Linked DNA regions of Mus musculus: region 2 is linked to region 1. Evidence: chromatin contacts called from public Hi-C data. All regions are on one chromosome and are shown on one strand. The core of a region is the stretch at or near the end of the contact, and the rest is flanking DNA. Distances in the headings are between cores, read along the strand shown. Region 1 has its middle 8.4 kb from the start of Irx5. Region 2 has its middle 100 kb from the start of Irx5.

Region 1 (6,918 bases), core at 2,965-5,464:
CATAATTAGGCTAAAGCATATTGTACATATTTGCATTTCTCTTCCTTACTTTTGCCCTACTCGGGTTTTAAAGCACACCCCAAACTTACACCGCTCTTGTTGCTGCTTTTCTTAGCTTTTTTTTTTTAAACCTGCAACAGGATTCATTTTGTTTATTCGAATTGAGACAAGTTTGAAAGCTGTGTTAACCAGATGCTTTAAGGAGCTGTTTTTGTTTGTTTGTTTGTTTTTTAAATCTGAGTCTAACTTAGAAAATTCTCATAGGGAAATGATTCTAAAGCTGGTAGTGTGAGCGATTAAACATACATGAAACGATCGTATTTTATTTTGTCCCTTTAATTATAAATGATTTTTTTAAAACAATTGCATTCCAGAGATGACTTGCCCTGCCCCCTTCCCCTTCACGCCCCTTCTCCCAGCCTAGTTCACAATCGGCTCCCCCTACCCCCGTGTCTATGCAGCCCCAGGAGTCATCTTCTTTTCTGAGAAGTCTGAAGAATAGGCAGACCGTTTTTTTCTTAAGGGAAAGTTTAGAGACCACATCAACGCGGCGGGGTTTTTTGGAAGCACTGGTCCTAAACTCTGCCCAACGATTTTTAAAAAGAAAATTACAGGCCTCCTTGTGTTCCTGGGAATATGCAAATGACGTGGCGGGGCATCCCGGGTCCGCGGACAAGGGCTGGGGCTACAGCCGCATGCCCGCCGGGCTGCCTGGGAACGGGCGCCGCGCCCGCCGCAGAGCGCGCGCCCTTTCTCCGCATCCAAGGGCTGCAGGCTCGGGGCTAGGCAACGCAAGCACAGGCCCTGGGCAGCTGTTGCCCTAAGTCTCTGTCCCCTGCGTGCATCTCTCCTGAGCTTGGCGTCTGCGGTTTTCTTTGCGTACTTCAACTACTGCGCACACTCCCACAGAAGTCCGAGGTTTTCTTTCTTGCAGAACTAGGTTTCGGTGGTCAGTGGTTTTTCTGGTTTCTAGAGATTATCTAATTTGGAGGTAGCCTGCTGGACAGGTCCGAGCTTGGGACATATAGAAAATAACATCTACGTTTAATCCCAGAAGTAGTTGTGTCCCATGTCCCCGAACCTCCATTTTAACTCGTCGGTCCAGAAGGCGATGCATCTTGGATGCATGAATACCAAGGTGCGTCTTGTCAATGCTGGGGTCGGGGTTTGTTCAAAGGCTGGGAACGAAAGACTCGAGCCACAGAGCCTAAAATATCTCTAAACTACCTCGAAGCTGACTTGTGCTGGTGTCAACCACCTGTGCCTGGCTAGGCCAGTTTTGGGGAAAACCTCACCTTCAGGAGCCCTAGTTTGGCACTTAAGGACTAAAAGAAACCGAATCCCAGCGGGTCCTGGAACTTCTCCTTAGGGGTCTCACAGTCAGTCTCCTTAGGCTGGGTTCCATCCCTGAACCCTTTGTGCCGGTCAAATCAGTTTAAGGGATTTAGTAGTCAAAGAAGAAATAGCCCGGTGGTATCTCGAGGTAAGCCAGGGCCTTGAGAGGAGGCCAGATGTCGGTACTAGGACCTAGAAAAAGCGGTTTCCTGGCTCGGGTGAAGAGCCTCTGAGAGGACTTTTACGCTGTAAGCACCTTCGGAGCACTTCGGAGTATTGCCCCTTACTATCCAAATCTTGAGACACAAAAGATTGGGGTGGTCCTGCGTGTAGCTTGGGTCCAGACCAGGTCTCCCAGCTCACCTGTCCCCTACAAGTAGCAGGTTACCTGGAGAAAGCTAGAAGCAGGTTACTTCAAAGTACCCAAAGTGAAAGGAACAGAATTGAACTTTCAAGAGGAACCCCGGGGCCTCCAGGTTAGGAAGGGCGCCGCCTACTGGTTCCCGGAGCCACGGGGTTCGCAGGGAGAAGGAGCCGAGCCAAAGCCGGCCAGGCCTTCATCCACCACCCTGCCTTGGCTCCGCATTTCAGCTGGGTGACCCCAGGCTGTTTCCGCTAGCCAAGTTGCCTAGGCCCTGGACTTCATGACCTAGTTAGCACTGGGACAATGGGTAGCAGGCCTTGACTAAATCAGCTTTAACTCGACTCCTAGCTAGCTCACTGTTATAAAAGTCAGGCAGCAGACAGCTGAGAAGTGTGGGCACTCAAGAAGTCTTCAGGTAGGGGGTGCGTAAGTAGTCTGTAGATGGTGGGCTTCGCGCAAGCGGTCTGTTTCATTTCAGGTGTACCCCATTTCTGCTTCCTTGTGCGATAGCACGCCTGGAATCCCACAACGTCTTGTTTTATTTGTGGTTTGCCATTCGGGAGGAGTCTACCAGTCCAGGAACACCGGTTTGGCCCGTGTGTGGACATTACAAAATAAGGGAACGCGTATTTATTTCCCGTTGGCTTTCGAACTCTCTTTCAACAGTAACTTTTAATGGGATCGGAGTGGCAAACCTTGTAGAGCTCACAGCAGCTAGCGCAGTAAGGCGCAGAAGGGCCATGGGGTGAACTAGGAGGAGGAGAGCAGGGCGTGCCCTTGGACCGGCTCAGTGTCTCTTGCCTCTGAGCAATCTAAGGCACACAGTTGACCCGAAGGGGACCTTGCCGTCTGCCCTTTTCACTAGCCAAAGCTTTGGCACGGTTACTAGGCCCACCCTGAATGTCTACCTCTGTGACCAGGTTAGACCCTCTCTCCTTTTCGTTTTCGCTCTAAATACAAACCTGGGCCATTGATAGTGGGCAGACCGGGATAGTGGCCTCACAAGAGAACAACCCTGGGGGCAGGTCTACAACTCCACCCGGCCTGCCCCACAGGGCTACCCGGAGTCTTCCGCCTCTCTTGGGCTGCAGCCCCCAACTCTGGCTTCCCTAAGGCCGCTCGCCCGGCAGCGCTGCTTTCTGACGCCGGAATGAGCCCAGCGCGCCCAGACGTCACTTTCCCAGTGAAATCTGCTTTTATTTGCTCCGAGCAAACCCCAGGCTCTCAGCGCTCCCGCCTGATGGATGCAAATGTAAATGTGCACTTATTTAATTGGATCAGGCCCCAAGATAAAAGAGATAAACGGCTCCCCGTTTGCTAACTTCTTTTCTGAGGCATGCAGCGCCTCGTGGAGGGGAAGCTAATGAAGGAGCCGCGCGGCGCTCAGCCCTGCAACTCTTCGCAGCCCTGGTGTACAGAAAGGCCCGCGCCACCTCGTCGCCCTCCAAGCCTGGTGGGGTTCCCCTGGGATCCTCTGTGCGGCCTGGCCCGGAAAGATGAGAAGGCCCGGGGCTGCTGTCTCTCTTGCAAATTCGGGTCCGCATGGTTCTCCACCTAGGCTTGTTCCCCTTGGCTTGCTTTCTCACCCAACCCCCGAGCTAAGCGCATTAGGAAAAAAAAAAAAATCCCTTACCCCAGACACCTCTACCACCTCAGGTGGAGGGGTTCAGAGAGAAAGATGCTGGGCTGTGGATGTGGGTGGGTGGAAAGCAGATTGCCTCTCTGGCCTTCAGAGTCAGGAGGAACGGTCCTCAACACGGAAGAAGCCCCTTTCCTGCTCCCCACAGGGCCTTCTTTTGGAGCCCGAGGTTGCTTTCAGAATCATCTGGAATCCCTGGTTTAACTCTTCCTCTACCCACATACTGTACACACTTTACACGACAGGACACAATAATTTCTGTGTGACTCGGAGACGGGACAACTATTCGGAAGGAAAGGACTGCCTGGCACCGTTTCTCCTTGAGACAACAGTTTAGACCTTTAGAGCCAGCGGATCCTCGTGTGCCTCAAGGTTGCTTCTAAATTTGAGGTTCCGATTTCCTGGAAAAAGTTTCTCTTCTGTTCAGATATATACGGTCGTTGATGAAACAGCGTAAAGATAATGAATGTAAAGGAGAGGAGCGGGGAGCCCTTGCGTAGAGACGCTCTCCCAATAGATCCAGTTCCCTGAAACTGGGCTGGACTGGAGAGCTGGACTTCTTCGAGGGGCTGGACTGGGCAGCACCGATGTCGCTGCCACGCTGGGTCCCAATGAGCTGATGGATGGGCTTGTCATGAAAGCTGTGTGCGCGGAGCATTTACCTCGCTAAACTGAAATTACTGTCTTTTCAGGGGCTAATTTGTGTAACTCCCATGGAGGGGCCTGGAGGGGGTTTGATGAGGCATAAAATGATGATTAATGAATTTATTGGCCGCTGCTCATCAAACAAGGGCTCAGAGCTGGCGTACACACCCGGAGCCTGGCGGCGGCGCTCAACTCAGCTGGGATCCAGCCTCCCGGCTCCAGTGCCTACGTGGTTCCCCCCACCCCCGACGCGGCCAGCTTTGGATATTTTGCTTCTCTTGAACCCAGGAGGCTTCCTGTGGGCGGTCCTGGACCCCAGATTCAGAAATGGGCATGGAACCCCGGGGGTTCTGGAGGAGAAGAGCGGGTTCTAGCTGTCCGCCATTGCCCCCTGCAGGCAGTATGCTCAAGCCTGGGGCAGGGCTGGTGCTGATGCAGGAAGAAGCCCCTGGGACTCCCAGGTGACTGTGAAGCCTGCGATGGCTTTGGAGCTTTGAGCAAGAACTCTATTCCGGATATATCATAGCTACTGGGTGGGCAGAGGGTGGCATAGCGCTGTCTTCCTAGGCGCTCTTGGACAATTTCAATAACCAGTCTGAACCTGATTTCCTCATTCATAAAAAGGGACTGAAATACCTCACTCCCACCACCGGGAGGGAGGGATATGATGCATGACACATGGCAGCCTTCAGGATAGCTTTTAGGGTAGCACTCTCACTAGCTCAGGTCTGGGATGCAGGGTCCTACCAGCATGGCTGCTCCTTCTTGACAGTCCTCTCCACTTCCTCTGGTCAGTAGCACCAGCTGGAGCTTGAAGAGAAACTGTGGGAAGCCTAGAAAGGCAGTCATACCCACCAGTGTGGCTTCAGGAAATCCTTGCACCCTTGGCCAGGCAACCCTTCATCTGAAGGCACCTATCTTTTGGAATACAGTTACTAGGACCTTCAGGCTACTCCCCTTTGGTCTCAAGAATCTATAGCCTCGAAGGCTTCTAAGTTTACCTTGGATTCTTTTCTCAGAATTCAACACGTTTACTGCCTTCCTTATACCTAGTCACACTGTCTGCCCCAGACTTCCGAAGAAGCAAATCCACCCTTGCTTCCATGGCATCCGCTTGTTGGAAGAGAAGGCAGGGAAAACCTTGGCGTTGAACCCTCTAGGGTGTTCTTACAGTGGTCTTCTTGCTAGCACAGATCTACGTCAACCCTTCTGTCCTTCCTCCGTCTAGCTGAGCATCTAGCATGGGCTAATGCTGCTGCAGGAGCCAGACAAAGTCTCCTTGCACTTTCACTTCAGACAACCAGATTGCACGTTCACTTCAGACAACCAGACTCAACAAGTAGCTCAACAAGTAAGCCACGGAGACTCCACATTGTGTCTGTGTGATGAGGGTTATAAGGCAAATGGAGAGGGTAAGAAGTGGGCTCTTTTAGTCGAGGCAACCCACTGAATTCCCCTAGGATATGATCATGTGAGAGGCCTCCCTGCCCCACCTCTCCAAAAAGATGCTAGGGAGCCTGCCAAGCAGAAATTAGGAGGAAGGAAGACGTCTAAACACAAGGAATAGAAAATGTAAACTTTCTGAAGTGGGACAGATTTCAGGGAGACCTTTGGGAGACAAGGCCAGGGTTCAGGCCAAGAGCAATTTACATAGGGCCTTGTAGGTCCTGTGAGACCTTCAGTGTCCGTGATGAAAGCCAGGTGATGTGGAGGGTCTTGAGGATCTGACTCATGTTTATAAACATGCTGTGTGTGAGCTGAGCTTCTGGGGGAGGGGCGTGGTAGCACAAGCAGGAACAAGTTAGGAGACCAGTTGAGAATCCTGAGGGAGGAGTGTTCCTCAGACAAGTGTGGTAGCTGGAATCAGGGAGAAAGCTCAGTCTCTTCAGAGAGAAGAAACCCAGATATTCTTTGACATGTCACCCGAGCCAGTGGCGCTCACGGATGTGATGGGATTGGCGGATGCCAGAGTACTCAAGTGCTCAGGGTAAGATGCCATGGGTGACCCCAAAGTGGACGTTTTCTCTCCCTCAGCCACAGATGATACCATGCTGTGATCAGATCTTCCCTTTGGTTCCCCACCGGCACCCCCAGCGCCAGCCCCAGCCCCAGGAGAGAATCTGAAGTTTGGGAAAAGAGAATGACATGTCCTAGCTCCTAGAGTCATAGGCAGAGGCACAGCCCAAATGCAGGTCTCCTAACTCCTGCCTCGCCTGAGCTAAGTTCTTCAGGATATCTGTATTTTAACAGAGAACTCTCTGAAACAAAATGCCTTAACAGAGAGGAATGAATTCATAATGCCGGAATCTCAGACACTGTGACAGGCTGTCAAGGGAGATATTTTTAGGCTGGGCCTGGAAACATCTTAGCCTTCCTCAAATGCTGCTGGTATAGGGAGGGCTGCTTCCTCAACACTTCGTGTGTGAAGTACAGATGAGGGAAAGCCAGAATGCACCATCTCTCTCAGAGACTCGACAACAAGGAGGGACAGAGGCTGTTTCCCTGCCAAGTCGTTGTCTGCCCTGGGTAATTGCTATCTGACAGGATATGCTCATTTCTCCAGTCTGAAGTGACTTCTGTCTGCCTACAGTTTTCTCCCATAGCAGAAGTCAAAAATTAATATTCTTTTGTCCATTTTCTTACAGAGTGGATCCTGCCAAACAAAGGTTTGAGCTGGGGCAGGCTGTGAGTTACCAGTCTTTTGGCCATTTGTTTTAGATATCTTATGTTGACACCTCAGCTTTTTCTCATCGCTTTTCTTGACTTCTGTGAGATATATATATATATCATCAGCTTGGGGATTTGTTTTATTCTGTAAATTATCATCAGTCCTTTGTCCCCAAAGGAACCTGTAGGCCCTTAGGAACAATGTCTTAACATCTTTCAGGTGGATTCAGGCATCTCCTGGCTCTGGATTCTAAATACCTTCATGGTT
Region 2 (6,918 bases), core at 1,417-3,916, 94 kb after region 1:
CAACACCAGGTGGGTGAGGGAGGGCTTTTCAGAGCTTCCCATGGTTCTGTAACTAACCACAGTAAACCCACCAGCTTGCCAAGTTAAACTCTGACCTATGCCCGATCTGGTGCCCTTTCTGGGTAAGTTCATTCCTGTCTCCTCACAAAAAGTCACACAACATTGCAGACAGACCTGATCCTACGTCTACGTCTTGAAGGGCTTCCTGAGAATGCAGCTCGGCACAGACAAGTCTGAGACGGGAACTGACAAGGGCTGATGCTTACAGGTACAGTGGGTCTGGTCTATTTCTGTGGCCTGGCTCTGAGACATGAAAGATGCCCTTGTCAGACTCTGTGTAGAGAGTGTCATTGTTATATCTTCCTTCTGCAAGGCCTAGGCCAAGTGTGCTGTGTGATTGTCACTTCCCAAATCCATTCCGAATCAGACCCCTTGGGATCACAGCGGAAACTGCCCATAAGAGCTACCAGGAGGCAGAGAAAGGAGCATCTCTGTCCCTGTAACCTAACACTCACGGTCCCCACAGGCTGCTCTTGTGTATTGATTTACTAGAGACTGTCAACTCAGGATCTAGAATAAATCCAGAAGACAAACCTCTGGGCATGTGTGTGAGGGAGTTTCTACTTTGGCTTAGTTGAGATGGGAGGAACAGGTCTTACTGTGAGCGGTATTGCTGCATGGATGAAGTCCTGGACTTCCCGAAGAGAATGAGAGCTAAACAGCTGTCTACATTTCATCTTGCTTCCTCTTGGCTCAAGCCCCATCAGCTCCCATGCCTTTCCCAACCCAATAGCATCAACCTGTGAACGAAAATAAACCCGTTCTCCATTAAACTGCCTCTGGCAGCTCTTTCCATCACAGCAGCAAGGAATGTGCCTTGTACACACTCCTCTGGGCTCTTACTGGAGGTGGGCAGTTCCTCTGACTAGTGACAAACCTGAGAACTCCTAGTCTGTACTTTTTCACAAAACACATGGAACCAGGAGTCCTGGCTGCTTCCAGAACTGTGGGTCTGTCTCTAAGGAGCAGAGGCCATCTTCCAGCCTCAGAGATGTCCTCCCTGTCTGCTACCTACAGCAGGGACTCCTCTGGGGGAAAACCCACCATCCCTGCAGTGAGCACGCTCATCATCTCTGGTGACACACACACTGTTAGTCAGGAACACATTTTGTTTCTAGGGGAAGAGAAGGGCGCCTGTTTTTATATCTGCAAATAGCTCTGAGCTGGGTAGACACTCAGTTGTTTTGATCCTCTGTGGAAGCTAAAAAAAAATCACATGGCAGGTACCCTCCATTGCTGGCTGCTGTCAGGGTGCTCTGCTGAAGGTGAAGTGTGGGTCCCTTAGCTGCGCATCTACTCCTGAAGACAGACTCAGAGAAGATGAATCTCACTGCTCTTCCCCTTGGGCACCAGAGACTGAACCGGGTTTGCAGTTTTCCAAATTCTTGTAGAATAACACCCCCCACCCCCACCCCGTACTCCTTCAGAACTACCTACTTCAGATGCAGTACCCTCCGAGTGCTACATTCCTTGCCTGGTGAAGCACCTCCATTGGGCAAGCACCAGCCCTCTGGAGGACTCTGAGCCCTGGGCCTAGAGGCTCTACCTCTGAGTTTGAGGTTTAATAATTTCAATCCCTCCTTTGCTTATTTCTTTGCACATGCATGCATAATTATCCAAGCATACATATACATACCCGTGGTGTTCAAACTTCAAAGTCATGGATGCATGCCTACACATATTTGACTGTGCACACACATATGCATAACCACATGTATTCACATGCATATCCACACTTGGACAATTATGGCCTTTATGAGTCCATTGCACACATCGTGCACACACACACACACACACACACACACACACACACACACACACACACACACTGTATGTATGCATAAACACCTCACCTAGCTGCAAACTCTGTATGTATGTATTACTCTGAGTGTGTCTACATGCATATGGGAAGATAAAACTACATGCTCACCATCCACATGCATACCACATACGAGCTCACAGGGACACAAATGTGTGTCCACATAAATCCAACTCCATGCATGAACAAATGCCCCATATAGTAATGCACAGGAAAGGGTGGAGGTTACCAGGCATATTCATCTGTACCCTGGCACACACATCTCCCACAGACAAATGGATGGATACAGCTAGTGTGTACACCTGCAAACTTACTGATAACAGAGTTCATAGGCACGAGGCCACCGTCTGACACCCAAAACATAACCATTGTGCTTGTGCAACCAACAGGCACTCCCCACAGGCGTGCACGCACAAATGCCTAGGTCAGCTATTCAACAAGCTTGCTCTTACACTTCACCACCTTGGGCGTGGGAGGCGCTCCCGGGCACGCGCACACGCGTTCCCTCTCCCCAGCCCGGCGGTCCGGCTGTAATTGCTCCCAGCCCGGGATTGTGCAAAGCGCGCCGCGGGAGCGCACCGCTCCGATCCCGCAGCGCTCTGCGCGCCCCCAGCCCCACTGCCGCCCGGCCCGGCCCGCGGCCATCAAAAGGCCGCTTTGGGCGCGGGCACCTGCTCGCCCGGCCGCAGCCGCGTTTTATCTGGCGCGGTGAATAATTGATGCGCCGCTGCTTTGCAGTCAAACGCGCGGGCTGCCCGCGCCGCCGCCGCCCGCCGGCCGCTGTGATTTATTATTTACCAGCGCGCGGCCGCCGTGTAAGGTGAGCACTGTGGCTGCTCGCAGAACTGTTACAATCTGGCCTCGTTAGTGGCCTTTCTTGCTGCCTCTCCAAACGGCAGCCCCGCTGATTGATTTTCCCGCCGAAGCCGTGCCATGAAATCCCAGCGCTGCTGCTCTCAAAGCGGCTGCGGAAAGCCAGGCTTGGCCCTTCTTCCCGCAACAAGAGCCCGCGTTTGCGCGCGCGCCTTTCATGGCGTCCCCGGCTCCGCCGCTGGCCCCATTAGCACGGCACCCGGCTCCCGCCGCTCCTGCGGGCGACGCTATGCAGCGCGCCGCGGTCGCGGGGGACCGCGCGGGGCCTTTCAAGCCGGTGGCGAGGCGCAGCCGTCCCGCGACCACAAAGTTTTCCTGCCTTGGAAGTTTTCAAACGCGCTAGGCTGATCCGAGTAAGGAACCGGCTGGCTCTTCCCGGGACTCTCCCAGTGACAGCGAAGAGGGGTCCCTCTGGACTACCAGCAAGGAAAAGAAGGCATTTTGGGGGATGCCTACTGTATGCCAGTGTTTAGTCTTTAAACCATTCAGGGGCAACAGCTTGCGAACAAGAACAGGAGGAAGAGCTAGCAAGAGGGGCCTGGGGTGTACCTTCCGCTGGTTAGTTGAAAGCCACCCAGTAACTGTTTGGAATACTACTAAGTACTCAAACTCCCGGTGTGGGACTAGGGTGACTGAATCATCTCAGGTCCTCTGTATGGGCATCCAGGTCTCAGGACTCAAGGCATCTGTTTTGTCATTGGGAGGAAGTGGCCACATTCCCAGGATCCTATCAGACCTGAAATTCACACGATGACGGAGGGGGTGGGAGTCAGGGGTCGGGGGTCGGGAGATGGGGCAGTGGTTCCAAAATTGCTGGTGATAGAGGAAGGTGCCCATTTGGGAGGTTTCCTGAGGGATTCCCCTGGGTGACAAGATGACAAGTTAACAAGGCTTTTGTGTTTTGAAGTGTGGCCCAAGCTGTGTTCAAGGCAGGACCCCTAGAACAGAACCTGAGCAAATCTTGTCACTTTTCTGAAGGGCTTCTCTGTCATACAGAAGGTAGGGCAGCCCCACTTCTCCCTTCCACAGCGCCTGGTGCAGACGAATCCCCAATAGCTGTTCATCTGTCCTGGTGGGTTGGGGACTGGAGAGTGGACACCATAGCTGGGTGCAGAGCCAGATTCATTCCCTTAAGCGTTGAAGCCATTGTGTGTGTGTGTGTGTGTGTGTGTAAAAAGACCACTCAGAATGACCTGTGTGCAGTAGTAGGGTTCTTTGGTTTGGTATAACTGCCACCATATTGAATCAATACAGCTGTGGTAACACACTGGAGAACTTCATGAATTCTGGTCCATGAATGCCCCCTCTTGGAGAGAGGAGACTCAGATCACTGCCCCTCCACCCCATCCATGGCTATAGAAGAGGTAGATAGTTGGGGTGGGCTCTTCAGTATGTGGCTGATGTAAGTGGCTGGATGTAAACTGAGGAATTTTGCTGTGGCACAGCTGCCCTTGAGTCTCCGCTGCTCCTCCTGTAAATGATCCCAACAAACCCATTGTTTCACCAAGCTGGACCTCCATAAAATCTTTTCTTTGGTCTGTTGGTGTCCCACCTAAAGTGGGTGAATAGACTCCTTTATGGCTCCCAGCAAGTCACCAGACACACACCTTCCTGTGTGGCCAGCTCTGTCTTGAGCATGAAGCATCTTTGGCTAGACCCACAGCTTTGTTGAAAAGGGTTTACCCTGGATGCTTGAAGAAGTCCTATAGCACTCAGGCAATAGGTAGGGAACTGGGGACCACAGTTCTAATTAGAAGACAAGATCTCTGTCCTCAGTCACATTGCACGGATCGTTTGAAAAATGAAACACATGGTTGGTTTCCTATTGTTGTCTCCCTCTCCTCCACCCGAGCCCTTAGAGCTGCCCTGAGTTCATGCTGTAGGAGCCCAGCCTCAGCTATCTCCCAGGCTTATTCAGCTTCTGAGTCACTCATTACCCAGTGCCATTTTATCCTTCTTAAACCTACCATCTTGGTATGAAGCCTGCTCCCTCACGCTCTTACCCATTGGTCCTGTGAATGAGCCCAAAGGGCAGGTCTGTTCCCTCTTAGCTCCAAACAACTGTCCAGGTGTTGTTTGAGTCTAGGAGTCACCAACCATTTCTCACATTCTTAAGGGTTTTCTTAGTGGCTTAGGCACTACATGTCCTTGGAAAGTTAGAAAACACATTTGCAAACATTGGGGTCACGCCCATGTTACAGTTACAGAACTCAGGAGAAAGGGCTTTGCTTTCAGTTACATGGAGCATTAGCAGCAGGCAGAACCATAATCCTTGCTCTTAATTCACAATTTAAAAACTAGCAAAAGAAAACATTCTCAAACTGTAGATCCATGAAAATCTACCGATAACAGGTTTGTTTTTTTCTTTTCTATTTTTTTTTGATTTTTACATTTTCTTTAGATTTATTTTATTATGTATGACTGTTTTAACTACATGTATTATCTATGTAACACATGCATGCCTGGTGCCCATCATGGTCAGAAGATGGTGTCAGATCCCTTGGAACTGGAGATATGAATGGTTGTGAACCACACTGTGGGTGCTGGTATCTCAACCTGAGTTCTCTGCAAGAAGAGGTGTTCTTAAACACGAAGACATCTTTTACCCCTGCCCTGAGAGACCCCAGCTAACGCTTTAAAGATCCTTCCTCCTTGTCTCCCTTCTTCCTTTCTTCCCTCCCCTGCCTCTTTCCCTTCTCCCCTTCTTTCTTTGTGTGGGAGTGTTGCATGAGCCACTGTGTGTGTGTGTGTGTGTGTGTGTGTGTGTGTGTGTGTGTGTGTGTGTGAGAGAGAGAGAGAGAGAGAGAGAGTACACGTAGGTCACACAGATAACCTGTAAGAGTGCTCTCCTTTCACATGTGAGTTCTGGGAATAGAATCGAACTCAGGTCTTTAGGTTTGGCAGCAGTCACCTTTAACCACAGAGACATCCCATCTGACCCTTCTAACATAATGACAAAATATGATTATTCTGTTCTTAAGATCAAAATGTATATCCACATTCCACATCAGTACTTAAAGTTTTTGTAGTGGGGTGCATCCAGTGTGATGAACATGAGAGAAAAAAACCCAACCAACCAACCAACCAACCAAACAAACAAACAAACTAAAAACATCAAGATTGAAAAGGAAGAAACTGAATTCTTTATTGGAAAAATGACTTGATTGTCTACATAAAAAACCCCAGCAACATCTGTAAGAGTATGCAGGAATTATCAACCTCAGTAACAAGATTGTAGCATTTAAGAGCAATGCTCAAAAGCAATTAAAATCTTATAAATGAAAAATTGAAATTTGAAATAAAATATAATATTTGCCAAAAACTTAAAACATTTAAGTACAAATCTAAACACTGCTATGCAAGATCTTTTCTCTCAAAAACATAAAACATCGGGGAATGGGGGATGTATGTAGGGGTGTACCATGTTCATGGATTATAAGGTTCAATACTGGTAAAATGTCAATTCTGTCTAAACTGATGAATCAGTTTAATTGCAATCCATTGCAAAAATCTACAGAACACCGCCAAGCATGGGAGAGAGTCAAGGCACTCTTGAAATTGAAAGTCAAAGTTAAAGTAGGAACAACTGGTGTAAACAGGATGAAGATTTGTACATGATGAACAGGAGACATAAATGAAAAAAATAAGCACAGGGAAACACACTCAATTTCACATCCATTAGGTAAATGATTCTCCAATCTGCATTCCTACCCGAGGGCCAGGCTCTTAAAAGTGGCTGGCTCTGGGTCTGACATTGGGAAGCCCAGTCCCTTCTCTAGGGTGTTTGCCTCAGTCTTCAGGCCACTTCTGGGCCCCAGGCACATTGCAGCCAAGCAGTAAGTCACAGGGTGACATTGCCTGTGTGCCTTAAACTTTTTGGGCTTTAGCACTAGCTCTGGCCTCCTCCCTCTGGGACGGAGCTTCTCCTTCTCTAAGTTGAGAGTGTTGAGGGCCTGTAACCATAGGAAGCCTTCAAGAAGACACGAAGAAGGTGAAGGCCTCTGAGCACAAAGCCTGCTGAGCCTTACAGTCCAGAATCAGCTTCACCTTAGGCAGTCTCAGTGTACGGAGACGCAGTGGCTTCTCTAGTGAGGGGCTGATCGGGCTCATCTCTTGTCTTTCATCCCAGGTCTGATGTCTGTCCTTCCACGCTCACATTTAGTTCA

What was found. Hi-C and Micro-C count contacts between places; a contact is called where the count stands out from the background.
Region 2: a contact with region 1 is called in a Hi-C map of epiblasts, with 3 times the contacts expected there. The contact joins two enhancer-like sites. A contact is called at or near these places in 1 of 39 promoter capture datasets (embryonic stem cells), 1 of 15 datasets of contacts at CTCF or cohesin (stem cell-derived epiblast-like cells), 35 of 484 Hi-C or Micro-C datasets (cerebellum, differentiating embryonic stem cells, embryonic fibroblasts and 7 more), 3 of 115 datasets of contacts at active chromatin or transcription factors (all in embryonic stem cells) and 1 of 9 other capture datasets (embryonic stem cells).

Annotation. Positions count from the first base shown.
Region 1 is chr8:92,362,752-92,369,669 of GRCm38.p6, forward strand. No RefSeq gene overlaps it. Among named protein-coding and RNA genes, the nearest start is that of Irx5, 8.4 kb to the left of the region's middle. Within about 2 kb of position 4,215, at least 19 of the 459 cell types and tissues checked have an H3K27ac peak or open chromatin away from gene starts, as enhancers often do. A contact at or near this core is called in epiblasts, where this site is marked.
Region 2 is chr8:92,457,950-92,464,867 of GRCm38.p6, forward strand. No RefSeq gene overlaps it. Among named protein-coding and RNA genes, the nearest start is that of Irx5, 100 kb to the left of the region's middle. Within about 2 kb of position 2,667, at least 49 of the 459 cell types and tissues checked have an H3K27ac peak or open chromatin away from gene starts, as enhancers often do. A contact at or near this core is called in epiblasts, where this site is marked.